Regions from separate parts of the Mus musculus genome. Here all the other regions are linked to region 2. The links are chromatin contacts, called in public ChIA-PET and Hi-C maps. All regions are on one chromosome and are shown on one strand. Each heading gives the region's core, a stretch centred on a gene start, on an enhancer-like site or on the middle of the called end of the contact. The rest is flanking DNA. Distances are from core to core; before and after follow the strand shown. Region 1 overlaps Runx1 (runt related transcription factor 1). Region 2 has its middle 21 kb from the start of Gm30474. Region 3 overlaps Runx1 (runt related transcription factor 1). Region 4 overlaps Setd4 (SET domain containing 4).

The links. A called contact is a pair of places that touch in the nucleus more often than the background predicts. ChIA-PET counts read pairs in DNA pulled down with a chosen protein or histone mark.
Region 1: an RNA polymerase II ChIA-PET map of memory CD8 T cells shows a contact between it and region 2, with 13 read pairs. The contact joins two enhancer-like sites. A contact is called at or near these places in 1 of 484 Hi-C or Micro-C datasets (nephron progenitors) and 4 of 115 datasets of contacts at active chromatin or transcription factors (T-cell acute lymphoblastic leukemia, fibro-adipogenic progenitors, memory CD8 T cells and 1 more).
Region 3: a Hi-C map of the 63-12 cell line shows a contact between it and region 2, with 5 times the contacts expected there. The contact joins two enhancer-like sites. A contact is called at or near these places in 4 of 15 datasets of contacts at CTCF or cohesin (the NIH/3T3 cell line, large pre-B cells and thymocytes), 53 of 484 Hi-C or Micro-C datasets (the 63-12 cell line, B cells, CD4 T cells and 36 more), 36 of 115 datasets of contacts at active chromatin or transcription factors (the 230-238 cell line, DN3 thymocytes, the SCID.adh cell line and 26 more) and 4 of 9 other capture datasets (adipose tissue, embryonic stem cells, liver and 1 more).
Region 4: an RNA polymerase II ChIA-PET map of memory CD8 T cells shows a contact between it and region 2, with 6 read pairs. The contact joins two enhancer-like sites. A contact is called at or near these places in 1 of 15 datasets of contacts at CTCF or cohesin (embryonic stem cells), 5 of 484 Hi-C or Micro-C datasets (CD4 T cells, double positive thymocytes and embryonic stem cells), 1 of 115 datasets of contacts at active chromatin or transcription factors (memory CD8 T cells) and 1 of 9 other capture datasets (embryonic stem cells).

Annotation. Positions count from the first base shown.
Region 1 is chr16:92,785,337-92,788,399 of GRCm38.p6, reverse strand. The region is part of intron 2 of Runx1 (runt related transcription factor 1); the gene reads left to right. Among named protein-coding and RNA genes, the nearest start is that of Gm30281, 25 kb to the right of the region's middle. Within about 2 kb of position 1,424, at least 78 of the 459 cell types and tissues checked have an H3K27ac peak or open chromatin away from gene starts, as enhancers often do. A contact at or near this core is called in T-cell acute lymphoblastic leukemia and memory CD8 T cells, where this site is marked.
Region 2 is chr16:93,151,744-93,154,712 of GRCm38.p6, reverse strand. No RefSeq gene overlaps it. Among named protein-coding and RNA genes, the nearest start is that of Gm30474, 21 kb to the right of the region's middle. Within about 2 kb of position 1,447, at least 83 of the 459 cell types and tissues checked have an H3K27ac peak or open chromatin away from gene starts, as enhancers often do. A contact at or near this core is called in the 63-12 cell line, the G1E-ER4 cell line, T-cell acute lymphoblastic leukemia and 2 more, where this site is marked.
Region 3 is chr16:92,691,732-92,694,550 of GRCm38.p6, reverse strand. The region is part of intron 3 of Runx1 (runt related transcription factor 1); the gene reads left to right. Among named protein-coding and RNA genes, the nearest start is that of Gm30281, 69 kb to the left of the region's middle. Within about 2 kb of position 1,395, at least 18 of the 459 cell types and tissues checked have an H3K27ac peak or open chromatin away from gene starts, as enhancers often do. A contact at or near this core is called in the 63-12 cell line and the G1E-ER4 cell line, where this site is marked.
Region 4 is chr16:93,585,106-93,588,038 of GRCm38.p6, reverse strand. It overlaps Setd4 (SET domain containing 4), which reads left to right. Exons shown (of 12, transcript NM_145482.3): 9 at 139-220; 10 at 1,722-1,802; 11 at 2,737-2,860. Among named protein-coding and RNA genes, the nearest start is that of Setd4, 17 kb to the left of the region's middle. Within about 2 kb of position 1,463, at least 118 of the 459 cell types and tissues checked have an H3K27ac peak or open chromatin away from gene starts, as enhancers often do. A contact at or near this core is called in double positive thymocytes and memory CD8 T cells, where this site is marked.

The sequences.
Region 1 (3,063 bases), core at 175-2,674, 370 kb after region 2:
CCAAGCCTTGGATGTGAGGATCTGGAGACAGCCCAGAGGAACAAACTTGCTTCTCAGATGGAGGAAGCAAAAGAAATCAGCACTGCTTCTTCACGTGTGTGGTGACAATTCACCGTCCAGCACGGCTGTGCTCCCCAGGGCACTACAAAATTCCCCTCGTATTCGCTTGCTTTATTGCAAAAGGGCAAGGTGCAGATATATTTATCTCCTCCGTGTGCATTTAGTAAGTTGTTATCTTGAGGATTGTCTATGTGCTTATTATGTGTTCTGTCCTGGTAATGTGGCAGTGACCAAAGATGGCGATCCTCAATGGTGAGAAATACATCAAGTGAGCCAGCCTCACCTACTCAGTAAGGTCCAGGCCGTGAGAGACCCTGTCTAGGAAAAAGAAAAACAACCACAACAGAGCACTATCAAACACTATCTGAGGTATGTTTCCCCACCTCCTACCTCCACACACATCTGCACATATATGTGTGCACACATATACATACACACACACACACACACACACACACACTCATGGAGAGAGTGAGAGAGAGAAAGAGAGATTCCATTGGGATTTCAGTAAGTACTACATTCAATCTGTAGATTGCTTGATTGTCCTCTCAATGGCATGGATCACAGTCTCTCAAAAGCATGGATCACAGTCTCTCAATGTCATGGAGCACAGTCTCTCGATGGCATGGAGCACAGTCTCTCAATGTCATGGAGCACAGTCTCTCAAAGTCATGGAGCACAGTCTCTCAATGGCATGGAGCACAGTCTCTCAATGGCATGGAGCACAGTCTCTCAAAGTCATGGAGCACAGTCTCTCAATGGCATGGAGCACAGTCTCTCAATGGCATGGAGGACAGTCTCTCAATGGCATGGAGCACAGTCTCTCAGTGGTTTTGTCTTTCCATTCATTTAGGTCTTTAATTTCCAGGCTGTGCTTTGTAATCTTCAGTCCTGGCAACTTTTGCTCTGTAGTTATTTTCCTAAGGACTTGGCTTTCTACATTTCTAGCTCCTCTTAGGTGTCTCCACCCAGGAAATCTCTTGCTTTCGTTTGAGTGACAGTTATGGAGCCCTCTGCCTACGAGGGAGTCAGCACACCCTAAATCAGCAGCCTCCCTGCAAGCCTCTCCTGCCCCAGCAGCATGGCGCTGTCCTTGTTCAGAGCCACTGAAGTCTTCTGGAAATTTCCACTTCACTTCAGCCTGGTGGTTCCTCTTTCTGTGGAATGGTATCAGTGACCAGTTACTAAGAAAGTTCAGGGGACAGAAAGAGTAGGGCTTCAGATGGAGGAAGAACAGGAGGGAAGGGAGGGAAGGGAGGGAAGGGAGGGGAGGGAGAGGAGGGAGGGGAGGGAGGTGGGCAACCCTCGAGCTCAGTCTTGATTTCATGTGCTTCCTCTGGGGCGAAGGAAAGAAACCATGTGTGGTCACAAAACCCTGTACCGAAACAGAGTCCCTCCTCTTTCATCTGTCACCACATGCTAAACACTGCAGTGTGTGTGTGTGTGTGTGTGTGTGTGTGTGTGTGTGTGTGTGTGTGTGTGTGAGAGAGAGAGAGAGAGAGAGAGAGAGAGAGAGAGAGAGAGAGATTGAGGAGATCAGAACATATGTGTTCCTTTTAACTCCTACCAGATCTTGAGATCAGTCAGTCAGAGAGAGCATTCTGGAAGGAACCGTCGAGGAGGGCACTTGGTGAATAACAGCTGAGACTCAGGAAGCACAGGTCTCCAGGGTCAAACCCCCCAACCCATTCCCACTCAGATGTGGGTGCTCCCCAACCTCACTGTATCTCGGTTTTGTTGACCATAAAACAGATAGTAACACTTGCGAGACAGACACTAAGTGGAAAGCATTATGTGATCTTTGGAGAAAAGGCAGACTGTTAACATATGCTAACAATGTGTTATTCTGGGCCAGGCCCGGAGCCACAGCCACCAGAGTAGCTTGGGAAACATCTGCCAGGAACACACAGAGCACTCCAGCCTCCAAAACCATCTCTGGGTCCAACTGGCAGGAGATAAAGGCCCTCTCTGCCCAGCTGTGCCCTGTTCGCCCTCAGGCCTGAATTCTGGGACCCCTATGCTGACCTGTAACTTACCCACTTACCATGCACCCCTCTGCTTAGTGAAAGAGAGCTTTGGAGGCTGGCCTCTTTGAGGCAAGGGGTTCTATTCTGGGACATCCACTTAGGGGCAGTGCTTATGGTGGATAGGCCAGGGTGGGACAGGGACATCCACTCTGGGGCTGTGCTTACCGTGTATGTGTTGGGGTGAGGCAGTTTGTGGTTTGTTTAGGACAGAAGACAACCAGAGCTGACTAAGTGGATGAGGCTCTCTGGCTCTCCCTCACTCTCCAAATTTGAGGCATCTGGTGCTCAAAGCCTAAAAAAGATCTCCCAAAAGGAGGAAGATGAGTGTGGCAGGGGAAAGGTGGGAGGGAGCCAAGATCCACAGGGACAGCTCCTCTTATCTCCGACTGTCCTGTCATGCTCTCTAGACATGGCGGCTTTCTGAGGAGGCCCACAAGGGCTTTCTTAGGGAAATAAGGTTGATCTCTGTGGTCCCCACTTGAGTCAAATTGGCTTCTCTTCATCCTTTCTCAAACTTTCTGGTGTCCGTAAATTCTTTGAAGAGGAAGGAAATTAGGGAAGCCAAGATATTCACAGAAAAAAAGTTCAGCCCTTTCCTGATGGGCCCAGCCGAGATGTGATAGCTATCCTCAAAGCATAAATCCTGAAGGGTAGACATTTAGATACAGTAGCTAGGGAAACACGTGCATCGTGAGAGAGAGAGGGAGAAAGTGAGACACTGCACAGGGTCCCAGGTGACCACTCCCTCAGCCCACACATGGGGTGGGGCTGGCCCTGACTTTGCTACCCCAGCTTGCAAAAACCCCCACACCAGATGTACCCCAAATGCAGAGAGGACTCTGTAAAGGACCCTGAGCAGGAGGAATGGGGGGAGGGGGGGAGAGGAGCGTGTGGGATGTGTCTGATTATGGAAGCCATCTTAGACCATCTGCAGGAAAGAGACATGTCTGTCAACTTCGGGATTACACAGGGCCCC
Region 2 (2,969 bases), core at 198-2,697:
ACACACACACACACACACACCTACTCAATATGGATATTTTAGGTGGTTGTTTCTTCAAATGTTTTGTTGTACAACTGAAATCCTTTTGAGGGTGTCATAACTTACTGCTTCTGCTTGGCTTAGAAAAAGTCACATGAAAGAGTCAGACAACCTTTCATACACTGAAGTCCCTGCGGTGAGATTAAATAGTAGATGGCTGGTTACATATAAATTGCTGGTTAATTTTTCAGTACAAGTATGTCCGTGTATTGCTTGGGATATAGCAAGATGTAGTTCAATATTTCTCTCAAATTTAAATTCGAGTGAGTGTACCATGTCTTTATTTGCGTAAGCTGGGTAACTCTGAACTAGAAAAAAATATATAGTACAACAGAGTTGCTCGGTCTTTGATAAATACATGCTTGCACTCATTGTACGGTAGCCATTTCTTTTCCGTGAGCTTTCTTTTGAGGATTTGAGTTGCTCTGATGACTCCTAGCATGGTTGCTGTGCTTGACTGGGGGGTGCTCCCATTTTGACTTGTGTGCAGATCAGTCAGGCCTCTTGGTAAACTCCAGGTCTGAATTCAGTGGGGCTGGGCGGGCCTGGGCTGGGTGGGGCTGGGCTGGGCTGGCATTTAAGCAGCTCTGGGAGATCTGGAAGTTGGATGATTTAGAACACACCAAATCGCACCTAGATGCACATTCTCATTTTCAACTGAATAGGAACGAAGCTATGCAACCCTCACCAACATTTCTCCTTCATACTTTGTTTTATCTGTGCATACTTTACAACAGTGTGTGTGTGTGTGTGTGTGTGTGTGTGTGTGTGTGTGTTAATGGAACACATCTGTTTGAGACTGTGAGAACGTTCTGGAAAAGCGCATGTGACTGATTCCCAGATCTGATCATTAGCTCACTCATCCTTCCGTCCTTCTGGAAGGTCCAGAAGCGTCGCTACAAAAGTCACGTGGGTGTACTTGGTTAACAGGCCATCCTGGGAGCCAATCCTAGAGCATGTCTGTTCCCAAGCACGAGAAGGCGGCTGGGAGCGAAGCCTGTTAGGGAAGAGCATGCTGAACTGATTTCCACATTTGCAGAGAAGGGCCCAGAAAGGCTTTTAGAAATGAAAATCCCAGAATAACCACTGAAGATTTTGCTTGCCTGGTATTTGGAGTCTGGGTCTAGCCAGACCCTGTGAGGGGAGGTGCAATGATTGTCACATCGGGGCAGAGCGGGCACACCCTACCGTTGCTCCTGTCTAATTTCCATCACCTGGCCAACTGGCAGCCAGCGCCTTCTCTTCACCAGCTGAAGGGATTAAGTCATCTAGTATTAGAAGTACCCTGTCTGCTCATGACCCCCTGAGACTAACAGGACTGGGAGTCAGGCAGCCAAAGAGGTGTTGACAGGGTGAGTGTCTGCCTCTTCTACAGTGTCTGTTGTGGCTTCAGTGTCAGACACGGGGCAGACAGGGAGGGGGAGGAAGCTGGCACCGGGGAGCAGGGGACGGGAAGGGAAAAACTGTCAGCCCAGACTCCTCCGGCAGATGCTTAACTCTTTAAAAACCTTGTCTTCAGTGGCTCTGAGAAAGGAGTGGGCCACAAGATGAAGCAGATGTTGTCCTAGGAGAGAGCTGAGTGGCAGCTCATAGTAGACGTTTCTGTGGTGAGAGTGCAACCCTTTCCCTTTCAGCAAGTCCTGGTACCCCACTAGGAACCCGGAGCATTTCCGGTTCCTCTGAAGATACAGCTCCCCACCGGATCAGAGAGCACGTGTCAGAAGGACGGTTGGAAAGCTCTCTCTGTGGTTAGAAGACTCGGCCATATCAAGGCCTGTTTCTGATTTTGATAAGTGCACCTGGCTTATGAAAGAGAGCATCCTTCTTGGGAAATACACATTAGGGTGGTCAGGAAGGAGAGAACTGTCTGCTGCGACAGTTCACAAGATAGCAAATGAAAAGTAACAACTGAGAAATCAAGTCCAGAGAGAAAATAGTCTCTATCACCAGGAAGTTATTTCCAAATAGAGCTTTAAAAATAAGTAATAGCACCCCACCCCCCCACCCCCCGCCAAGTTTCTGCTATGCCATGAGGTCTCTTACCACATTCTCTCTGGAATTGAGGGCAATTCCATCCCCAGAGTCTGTCCTGAGCAGGATTTGATGTCATTATTCCCAAGAAGCTGATAAGCCCCATGGGAAGGGACTAGCTCTCTGAGTTTCAGAACCAGACAGAAAGCGGTGTGTGTGTGTGTGCGCGCGCGTGCGTGTGTTTCTATGTGTGTGTGTAGGTGTAGAAAGCTGTGTGTGTATACATATGTATACATGTATGTATGTGTGCAGTTATGTATATTTGTGTATATACGCATGTGTGTATGTGTATGTACACACATGTGTGGGTGTGTGTATACATGTGTGGGTATGTGTACACACATGTGCATGTGTGTGCATGCATGCATGTGCTTATATGTGTGTGCATACACATGTGTATATATGTGTACACAGGTGTGCATGTGTGTATATGTGCATATACATGTGTGCATGTGTGTGTGTGTGTGTGCATGTATGTATACATGGACATATGTCACATGTGTGTGGAGGTCAGAGGACAGCCATAGGTGCTGTTCCACATGCACAATCCACCTTCTCCTTTGAATTTTTGAAACAGGTTCTCTCATTAGTCTGAAGTTTGCCAAGAAGACAAGGCTGGGTGGCCAAGGCACCCTGGGGATCTGCCAATCTCCATGTCCCCCTTCCCCCAGTGTAGGGATTACAAGTTTGCACCACCACATTCAGCTCCTTAACAGTGGGTTCTGGGGATCGAACCCCGGTCCTCATGCTTGCTGTGCAAGCACCTACTCAGCTTTCACTTAGCTGTGACTGGCTATAAAATGCCAAAGTCTTGAGATGGCTCAGGGGTTAAGAGCATTGGCTTTTCTTCCAGAGGTTCTGAGTTCAATTCCCAGCAACTACACACTGGTGCACAACCA
Region 3 (2,819 bases), core at 146-2,645, 460 kb after region 2:
AACAACCTCGGGCGGTTTAAAAAAAAAAAGAATAAGAAGAAGAAGAAGAAAGAAAGAACCACCCTACAACTCTGGCAGGGAGCTGGAGGAATTTAGATTCTCTTCTTTGGTCTTCTCCTGAGGTGGGTTTTAAAAGGTACAGCTGAGAGCAAAAAGACTCTGTCAAGTTGTGTTTTTAAAAGGCTAAGAAGGCGGGACCCGAGCTGAAAAGGGAAGCTGCTCTCCTTTTTCTTTTTTCTTTTTTTCAATTTAGCTGAATAATTGTCTCATTTAGGAGGGAGATTAATTTAATTTAAGCTTTTCGTAGTTCCAGGCCTCAGCTGGATCTTGATCTAATTACAATGAATAGCGCTCACTTTTTGACAAGTGCTGTCCGGTTCCCCTTTTCATGCTAAAAAGACCATCCACATTAAAAAAAAAAATCATAGAAGTAGAATTTGCTGCTGACTCTGTCTGTAGAATTGCCACCTTTACCACTGTTGTGAAAGCAACTTTTTAAAGGGGTAGAGGTGGGGTTGAGAGTCTGAAGGGGAGCCAGGCACTCGGGTTTTCCTTCCCTTCCAAGTATTGGGGAATCCGTCCCAATTCCTTTAGAAAAACAAATTTAGCTGGTGTTGTCTTCTGTTTACCCTGAGAGGGACCTATCTGGGCTCAGCCCTAAGGTCACTTTCAGAGAACAGAGAGAAATCAAACTTATTGTAGTCAAGGAAAGGGCCAGTTAAGGTAGATCTCCCTGCCAGCCTAGCTAAAGGGACTGTGGCTTCCTTGAGGGAAGAAATTGGGTCTTTTCTGAGCTTTGTTGCTGTGGTTGTTGTTGTTGTTATTGTTGTGGTTGTGGTTGTTCTTCTTCGTCTTAGTCTACCAGGGAATCCCAGTTTATCAAGACACTAAATAACTGATTTTTAAAATGGTCTTCAGGAGTTGACGTGGTCCCGTCTTGAGCTACCACATGGAAATGTTTATTTTTCTTTTCAAAAGAATTAAAGACCTTACACATTGCCTTTACAAGCCACGAAAAATAATTTTTTCCTTTTAACAAAAATAATCACTGCCGTAGAGATTCCCCTTTACAAATGATTTTGGAAAGACCTCAGTGTGTTTCCCTGAGTGACAGCCAGGAGCCATGACAAAGGTCACGGTGGACAGGGAAGTTGAAAAATCAGACCTCTGGATTAATATCTGTCACCACCTATGCTGTCCCACAGAGGGACGGCTGCTTCAAGGAGCTCACCAGTCAGTAGATAGAATTTGCGGAGGGAAAGGAGATTTAAAGGCTGGGTTTAAGAGGAAGCTGGACTTGGAAACAGACCATCTTCCTTGCTGTATTTTCTATGGGCCCTGGCCCCTCTGTGTGCCAGCTCCTACCAAACACACAGAAGCAGTTTCTACCAACAGTCTTTACATTTACATGTGAATTAAGATTCCGGAATCTCTTTAGGGGTTAACCCTGCAGGACTTATCCTATTCCCTGCTGCCGCCACCACCCCCAGATAAAAATCGGATGATGTGAAGCCCTGTTCAGATCACTTGTAGAAGAGCATCTCCCGGAACCTTCCGGAATCTTGTTAAGTCCTCCGCTTTAATCTTCAGAATTATCAGGAGACTTACAATCATGAAGTCCCTTGAAAATTGATTAAAATTATGCTAATTAGTCCTCCCATCCTCCACCCCTCTTTCCACCTATAGACTGTTTATCTCAGCATAGAAGAAACACTTAATTTCACTGCCGAGAAACTGGGAAATCTGCTCCATACTACACAATATTTGCAGATACCGTCTACAAAGTTGTCTAGGTGACTTGCAGTAGATTTTATAATACTGTAATAAAAGAATTTGTTTAGCCCCTGGTACACCAGAGCACAAAAATATAAACATACCTTTATCAGGGAAGTTCAAAGACCATGGGTGCTGATGGAATATGCTTTCCAATAAATAAATAAATAAATAAATAAATAAATAAAATTCTGGCCGGAAGACCATGATCCCTAGCTATGTGTTAAATGTCATCTCAGATAAATTCTACGTTCCATTCCACAGCCTCTTTGAAACTCTGGAAGATTAGAGAATTTGCAGTAACTAAGTTGTTGCTTTAATTTCAACCTGTAAAATTGTTGGAAAATGCCAGTTTCAAACTAAGAATAGGCTAGCCAAGAACAGTGCTGGGAAGTCCTCAGAGCAGAGAAGACAGCTGACATTTGGCCCAACTTCCTGATACTTGAAGAACAGAGAAGTTCAACAAAATATGAGCTATCTTGGGCCAGCAAGTCCCTTCTTGTCTGTTTGGTCTGTACTAAATGTAAATGTTTCTCTTGCCTTACCTATTGTTTATAGCTTTTTACTGCAGACACTGCTTTGTATTTCTGTTTGAAGTTTGATTTCTTTTCATTATTTCTATATCATCTCTCAGTGACAAAAATCTATATCAAATTGGAAGACATCTTAGCTTTAAATAAAACAACAACAGTGCTAGTAACCTAGCCTAGGTGTGCTTGTCATTGTTTTAAGTACAGAGTTAAATGTCCCTGGATTTAATTTTGTCTCCTTCCCTTCTCCATCAAAACTCTTTGGAGATAAATCAAAAAGCCCAAGAAGTAGTAACCGAGCCACTGGATGCCCCCTTCCTGCTTCCTTTAGAAATGGGGGTGATGCAATTTAAACTCCTAATTTTTAGACTTTTGAATTCCAACATCAACAAGCTTTTCTTGGCCACCATGGTCCTCTTGTGCTGTAGACGAGGGGGCCTCATGGGTTTGACCTCTTGGTAATGAGGGATCCCTGGAACAACCATGGTAAACTGAGGCACGGTGGGGCACAGTGGG
Region 4 (2,933 bases), core at 214-2,713, 430 kb before region 2:
TCAGCGAGCTGTCCTAAAGAGGACACTTGGTGTGAACTGGCAGACACTCTGGTTATCGTGGGCGGCTGATGGGAGGGAGAGGGGCATGTGCTTTATCTGAATCACATCCTAAGTCTGATGGTCTCCTCTCTAATGCAGACATGCTGGTTAAGTTCCTCCCTGCAGCAGATAAGCAGCTCCACAGGAAGATAACCATTTTGAAGGATCATGGCTTTACAGGGTAAGGCTTTTCTGTCTGGAAATTATCCCTTCAGGGAGTTCCCATGGGAATACTCCTGGCTCTGGTTTCTGTAAGTGTGACCCTCCTGTCTCTGTGTTGGCTGTCAGGTGGGTGTTTATTAAGCTCTTAGACTGTAGCAAGTTGGGCTTGTTGTCCTAGGCACTCAAGGGGTGAGAGTCAAGCTTGAAACAGTCCTGTCCGTGACCCAGGCCCGGGTCAGGTGGGGTGGAGCTGCGCTGTCACAGGCCATGCTGGTCCCTAGCAGAACATCAGGGACGGTGACCTACACCGGATCCCCAGCTCTTTCACGTCTTCTTTTCTGGATAAAATCAGGTTTTTTGGGTACACAGCGACAGTGGCTGTTTGCTCTCCGGGATGACCAGGGTCTCTGTGTTCATCTCACTGTAAACGTGTGATGTAGTTACCAGGCCGCTTGCTGTGGTCCCGTGACCAAGTTCAGTGTCTGGCTGAAATTGATTGGAAATGGCTTTTAGCCTTGTCTTAGTTAGGGTTACTAGTGCTGTGATAAAACACCATGACCAAAAGCAAGTCTGGGAGGAAAGGGTTCATTTGGCTCACACTTCCACATCACAGGAACTCAAGCACGGCAGAAGCCTGGAGGCAGGAGCTGATGCAGAGGCCATGGAGGGGTGCTGCTGCACTGCTGGTTTTGTGTGTCAACTTGACACAGCTGGAGTTATCACAGAGAAAGGAGCTTCAGTTGGGGAAATGCCTCCATGAGATACAACTGTAAAGCATTTTCTCAATTAGTGATCAAGGGGGAAAGGCCCCTTGTGGGTGGTGCCATCCTTGGGCTGGTAGTCTTGGGTTCTATAAGAGAGCAGGCTGAGCAAGCCAGGGGAAGCAAGCCAGTAATGAACATCCCTCCATGGCCTCTGCATCAGCTCCTGCTTCCTGACCTGCTTGAGTTCCAGTCCTGACTTCCTTGGTGATGAACAGCAATGTGGAAGTGTAAGCCGAATAAACCCTTTCCTCCCCATCTTGCTTCTTGGTCATGATGTTAGTGCAGGAATAGAAGTCCTGACTAAGACAGCTACTTACTGTTTTGTTCCTCTTGGCTTGCTCCTCCTGCTTGCTCATAGAGCCCAGGACCACCTGCCCAGGGATGACTCCACCCACAGTGGGCGGGGCCCTGCGCCATTGTTCACTGATTAAGAAGGTGCTCTGCAGCTGGATCTGAGGGAGGCAGTTCCTCAGCTGAGGTTCTCTTCTTTCCGGTGACTCTAGCTTGTGTAAAGATGACATCAACTAGCCAGCACAGCCCAGAGCAGTCAGAGCAGGTTCCGTTTGTGTGGAGTGACCCACACAGAGGCTGGTGTTACCCAGCTTCATTCGTCGTAGCCGCAGCCTGATTTTCTCGCCTCTGTGTGGAGGTGACCTAGCATTGTACTTGTTCAAAGCCACTGCTGGCTTCCTTGGGTGCTTGCCACGGAGTCGTTTCTACGCGACACATTTGGTGTTGCCTGCTTCTCTTTTGTAGAAATCTGACGTTTGGATGGGATGGGCCGTCCTGGAGGCTACTCACGGCTCTCAAGTTGCTGTGTCTGGAAGCCGAGCGCTTGTAAGTCTCCCCTGCATTACGTACAAGCTGCGCCTACTTCCTGGTGAAGCTGAGGGGTTTGGGAGGCTTGGATTTAGAGGGAAGGAGTGGACTGTGCCCCGCTGCTTTCAGGGGCCTTAGCCTTCCAGAGTGCGTGGCTCTGAGAACTTGCCCCTCTGTCCAGGTGACCCCTGGTGACTGAGTATTGTCAGCGCTGTCACTGTTCAGGGCACATCTGCCAGTGGGTGGCTTTTCCTGTGGTAAGCAAGCTTCTAACCACAACCCTCTAACTGTCCTAACCAGCCCCGCTGAAGGCCTTTTTCGTGAAAGGAGCCGGGTAGAAGAACCCAGTGTAGACGTTCATCTTGCTCAGGCTCCTCACCCTTTCTAAGGGGTTAGGGCTGCCAGTCACACCCCAGAGCCTTCACCTCTGCAAGCCAAGGCACCGTGAGTGACTGACTCACCTGGGTGTAGAGGATGGCCTAGCTGCAGACTCCTTCCATTTGGAGGGCGTGTGGCAGTGAGCTGTGTTTGTGGCTGTCACCTTTTAGGAAAAACTTTCCCTTAAAGGAGCACACAGTGCTACAGCTGCTGAGTCTTGTGGCCATTTGCCAGAGCCTGGCCTTCCGGTTTTGTGTTTCTGCCCCTTGTGCCCCTGTAGCTGGTGGGTGTGACTTCAATGACTTGTCCACCAGACCCAGGACTGCTGTGAAAATAGAATCCAGTCTCTGCTGGCCGGGAGCCGACTGACTAGCTGGCCCTTGATTTACTCTGCTCCTCTTTCTTCCTCCGTGCTGGTGGCTCCCACTCAGGAGCTGAATGATGTCACGGCTTAGGAGCCGAGCTTCACTGTGCTCCGGAAGAATGGGCGTGCTGTGTGTCATCTTGCAGAGTGAGTGCCATCTCCGGTAACGGGGACCTGCTGAAATGACTTTATTGAATATTTCTGCTCTAGCACATCCTGGAAAAAGGTGCTCCTTGGCGAAGTCATCTCCGATACAAACGAGAAGACAAGCTTGGGCGTGGCCCAGAAAATATGCTCTGACGTCATCGAGGAGACGCACGCTGTGCTGCGCAAGGTGTGGGCCCAAGGTTTCAGTCCCGAGGCTGCTTATCATGTGTGCCATTAGGGAAGTCCTGAGAGTTCCTGAT